Linked DNA regions of Bombyx mori: region 2 is linked to region 1. Evidence: chromatin contacts called from public Hi-C data. All regions are on one chromosome and are shown on one strand. The core of a region is the stretch at or near the end of the contact, and the rest is flanking DNA. Distances in the headings are between cores, read along the strand shown.

Region 1 (2,700 bases), core at 24-2,523:
CAGGTTAGTGATAATATTATGTGCAAAACGTGTGATCCGAGAAATTAAGACTGGCATGCACTAGCTGGGAGCAGGTACGAAAGGAGATTTGTCGTTTTGGAGGCCAAGCTGCCTGGGGTACCTTAATAAATGAATGTACAGTGAGTGGTAAGTTGGTACAAAGTTGTCGTAGGGGCAAGGGTGTGGCACCTGGCTATGTCTTCATCCTTTTCCGCTAGAATAGAGGGGTAGTCGATTTCATTCCTGAAGTGATGTTTCATGAAATCACAACAAAATAAATCGTTAATACATTATTTGTAATCTACCGTCTAGCATTAATAGTTTTCACTGACGAGCTATTTTTTTTTGTGGATAGGGCTCCGGTGGCGAGGCTGCGGTCGTCGAGACGTCTCGTCGTCAGCACCGCGCAACGGACCGCGCAGTCAACCGTTACCGCGGGGGTAGCTGTAAAAACTATGTGCACTCGACTATGACAGATGCGACCAATCGAAACCACCAACTTTCTTTCCACCGTCCGTTTTGACTTTACAACGGATGATACTTAAATATATATTTTTTCGAATCAAATATGCGTAGTCTTTACAAATTCCTAGCCTAAAAACGTAATTTCTGATAACGTACAAACGGTGGACTATTAAAAAAGAACAGGAGAATACAATGTTTTCTTCGGTATTCGCGAGTCGTAGAGATAAAATTATGTACTTTTACGATTACATTTAACGATTATTTCCGACGTGTCCCTGTGATTACAAAAAGTGCAATGTATTCGAAACGTCAGAAATAATATAAAGAGGATAAACAACGCGATTTAATACGAAAATACTTTATTCAAAACTTACTCTCTTATTTTTTTGCCTATCGCATCCGACTTCCTTTCATACATATTTTAACTGACCATTTACCGACCGTTTTGGATTCTGATGAGTAGTAGCCATCAGACATCTATTATAAGAACTAAGACAATGAAACAATAAAAACGTACAGGTGTACTTCAAACGACCTCCCATAAAACGAAATGATTCGTTTTGTACGATCGATTCGAACCTATCCATACCATACCTTATCCTCTCAAGGATCTGGTGCGCCTCGCATTCTGATGGCGCTGTCTGCCAGGTATGGTCCAGGTTACATCACATCTCATCTAATAAGGGTGGGTGGATTTGAAATATGAAATCGGTTATCGCGTTTGATTATCGATTCTCGGTAAGCGCGCCGCCATGTTGGCTGTGGGCGCGCAGCCATGTTCCCGCGCGCGGTTTCCGGCGTGCGCGCGCTTTTGCATGCTAATGTTCGCGCATGTACTCTGTGTCCTGTTCGCCGCATGTGCGTTCCACTTAGATGTCTCCGTAACGACATTCGGTCTTCATGCACATTAGTCTGCAGCTCCAAAATTTTAACACAGCTCGTAACATAGATCAGACTAAAAATCAGTTCTGAAAAATAGAATTATGTTGTTGCTACATTTTTTTTCCGAATGTCCACTTTGGTTTAGTACGGTATTAAAATGACAGTTTCAAATTACTCACACAATTTGTTATACCTACTCTGCTATATATTATTGATATTAATAGTTGATAGATTTCTGAGAGTACGAAAAAATACGTCATAAATCTAATGGTAGGCTTATACTCAATCAGAATTAAAAGTCTTGAACTTGTTAAATTTAAAATCAAAAGTGATAATATGCGTTCGAATTCAATCCAAAACCAAAAATAAAGTACAGGGAGACAAGTAATCTCGCAAAATAACCCTTCGTGATGAATAAGGCGAGTTTTTACGACAATCGCCCGAAGGCTGAGTCGCCCTCCCCGCATGGGGCCGTAAAGGAAATGACATGTGGTTCCCGAATTTAGCTTATGAAAGTTAATGTGGATATCCCGTTGAAATTGTGCGGAAGAATGCGTTTACATGTCCTATAATATTATTTTTTGATTTAGATATATAACATACGACTAGAATTCGAACACGGAACCATACGTTTGTAAAACTTTATGCCACCTTAACTGGATCAAGATGGACTTCATCAAGTAATCCTTCAAAAATTAGTTAAAAATAGAGCTGTATTTTAACATAACTTATTATTTATGTTAAACTTTTATCAAATGGTACTGATTTTGGAGTAATACTCGTAATAAGTATTTAAACTTGGTAACAAAATACAGTAGGTACAGTAGATAGGTAGGTAAAATGATGAGGCTGTTGTAACTTTAAATGAAAATCAAATAAAACATTCTGTTTTTCCCTACCTATTCGTTGGTAGCCTAAGAGGTTATTCCAGCTATGCCCGGACAGGTAGGTGAGGTCACGGGCTCAATCTGAGAGAATTTGCTAACACTAGACCTAGCAAGAGCAGTCCTTCGCAGAATCTACCACCTGATCGTGACCCACTGAGGTGATTCGGCGAGAAACTCAGTATGCTGTAAATTCTGTTTCATTCACTTTATTGTACGATTACGATCGGAGCTATCCATGTTAACACCGTCAGCTTGCATCCTGCTACAGTGCGCACACCTGCTGTCACATTCCGGCTCGACGGGGCCTCGGACTGCACCCCACCAAATTCACTACGGCCACATTCAACCACTCTATGAAATAATAATCAAGTTTTAATTCATCAAACCGTACCCTCGGCCCATTCTTCTCAGTTTTTGTTGCCCCATATGCTTATATCCCGGCAGTTAATCATGGTTACGCGTCAGA
Region 2 (2,700 bases), core at 108-2,607, 89 kb after region 1:
CCGCCCTGCCTATTTCTGCCATGAAGCATAAATGTATTTCGGTTTGATGGGTGGGGCAGCCGTTGTAACTATACTGAGACCTTAGAAATTATATCTCTAGGTGGGTGGCACATTTACGTTGTAGATGTCTATGGGCTCCAGTAACCACTAAACACCAGGTGGGCTATGATCTCGTCCACCCATCTAAGCAATAAAAAAAAGGGATATCTTTCAATCTATAAATAGAATATAATAAATGTAGGAGGGGATTTCATTCAGATTGACCTAGTTTTGCTCGCATCGATTCAGCAGAACGAGGTGAATGGAGGGTTGACGTCAGAGTGCAGGTCCAAAACTGGGTCGCGAACCCTCCGTGACCCGTAACTGTGCAGGCTCATCCCTCGTGGCCTTGTTAGCAACGAAGAGATGGGTAACAAATGGCGTTTCGATTCAGGGAAACTATGTTTATTTTTAGACAAAAGGACCAGAAGTTAATAGGCTCAAGGTGAGTACTTAGTTAATAGGCTTAGGAAGAATTCGTTTGATTTAATCTCCTTACAATTAATCTCTTATTGAATAAATAAATATTGAAGCTAAATATTTTATACTTCTAAACAGAAATTATATTGGTATTCTTATCGACTCTCGCGAGGGCAATAAAATAAAAGTTGTAGAACTAATGAAAATTATTTTTACAACCTCATTCCGAGACTACATTGTCGTGTCAGAGTGACCATGAAGATTGTAGAGTATTCGAAGCATCGGAAACAATATAATCTATACCAGTATATGAATCTACAGTGGTTTTTACGGATGTTCCATTATAACTACGGAACCATGCATCCGATTGACTTGAAACTTGGTAGGTATCCATATAGAAAATACATGTACTTTATGGATAGGCTAATATTTATATAAGTGATGGACTCCCTAATAATAATGACTATAAATAATGTTAATTTTAAAGGTAATTAGGCCGTGAATAGGCCTTAGTAAGAAGATAGCAGAGAGAAATCGACATAATCACCTCAGAGCACCACGCAGGGCGCCAGTGACCTACATAGCATTCAACGTGTTAAAAATGATACTAGTCCGTTTCATTAATATCAACGTAATGTTATATTATATAAATACAGACGAATGTTTTATCAGTTAAATGTTTTTTTTTTTATTACGAGTATTATTTATTCGCAAACTGTCATTTAGATACGAACGTCGTCCGAGAAAAAAAAAAAGAATGTAGTGTGATTCTTGTCACGAATAACTTATATAAAGTTGTTTTTTGTTCACTTGAAACAGAACATTGTAATGTTATATCAATGAAACTGCATCTCTGCGAAATATCAATGGAGCTCTAGAATGGGGGTCCGACCCGGTCGGCGCGTGTTCGTCTGGTATAGGGGATACAATGTGTGCCGCTTTTGCCAATTCACGACTGGCAAATGGGAACCTTATGCTATAGCAATAAAGTCGAAGAAAGAATACCTCAAAATTCGTTAGGGGGAACTGAGATGGCCCAAATGTCGTTGTGAATAAAGCTGCACGAATTGACCTCGCGGAACTTGTGAATGACAATGAGAAACGTTTTGCTTGCGTGTTTCAACGGCATAGACATTTTATTTCAGTTCCATTTATTGGCGTATTAAAAGTAGATACTAGTAGTTATTTAATCTATAAATAAATAAAAAAATAATCTTTTTATTTTATTGCTTAGATAGGTGGACGAACTCACAGTCCACCTGGTGTTACATCTACAACGTAAATGCGCCACCCACCTTGAGATATAATTTTTAAGGTCTCAGTATAGTTACAACGGCTACCCCTTCAAACCGAAACGCATTACTGCTTCACGGCAGAAATAGGCGAGGTGGTGGTACCTACCCGTGCGGACTCAAGAGGACCTACCACCAGAAAAAAATCTATATGTATGTGTGTGTAAGACTCGAGAACCGCTAGCCCAATTGATATTAAACTTTGCACATACATATATGAAAATCGACAGCCGACATGATCACTCTGACAGTTACGTTAGTGCCGGATAGGGGGCGCCCGTGGCAGTAATTTATATCTTTTGAACCATAGGTCGAATTGATATGGAATCTATATATGAGTCGACTATTATCAAAGCCGGCAATCTGACTTTTGGACAATGATTGGTAAATCAGAAAAACGAATTATTGACTTTGTATTCCATTGGCAGTCACAAAACTCTTCGGAACGACATCTTAGATAAATAACAGGTTAACTATTAACCTTTATTTAATGCAGGTTTTGAACCGTATTCTTTGAAGGAGACCATTATATTCAAATCAATCTGTATTGACATATCAATAAATTTTTTTTGTCCAAATGCACAGATTGCCACCTTTGATAATAGACGACTCATATATAAAAGAGAACGTATGTATATGTGTATGTAAATTCATCTAAAATTATCTTACGTAGTTAGCTTTCTGAAATTGAATTTCCTTATCGACAAAGCCGCGGGCGCAGCTAGAGTAATATAAATTTGTTATAATAATAACTATGCGTATATTTTTTTTCGAAATCTTTCGATTAAAAGTTCAACGGAATGTTCATGTCCCTGTGGTAGTGGACACGGCTAGCTTAACGAAAGCGGTGACGTCACCGACGTCCGAAAATACACCGGCCCACGACGCGGACGGGAAGCAAGTTCTGAGTGGTTTTCGTACAGCAAAAAAATAAGATTTGATGTTTACG

The links. A called contact is a pair of places that touch in the nucleus more often than the background predicts.
Region 2: a contact with region 1 is called in a Hi-C map of midgut, with 2.3 times the contacts expected there. The contact joins two enhancer-like sites. A contact is called at or near these places in 3 of 7 Hi-C or Micro-C datasets (midgut, an unstated tissue and whole pupa).

Annotation. Positions count from the first base shown.
Region 1 is chr13:5,247,363-5,250,062 of ASM3026992v2, forward strand. All of the region lies in intron 2 of LOC134199950 (a long non-coding RNA gene), which reads right to left. Among protein-coding and RNA genes, the nearest start is that of LOC101742215, 14 kb to the left of the region's middle. Within about 2 kb of position 1,274, at least 8 of the 8 cell types and tissues checked have open chromatin away from gene starts, as enhancers often do.
Region 2 is chr13:5,335,959-5,338,658 of ASM3026992v2, forward strand. All of the region lies in intron 17 of LOC101741532 (eukaryotic translation initiation factor 5B), which reads right to left. Among protein-coding and RNA genes, the nearest start is that of LOC101741532, 25 kb to the right of the region's middle. Within about 2 kb of position 1,358, at least 6 of the 8 cell types and tissues checked have open chromatin away from gene starts, as enhancers often do.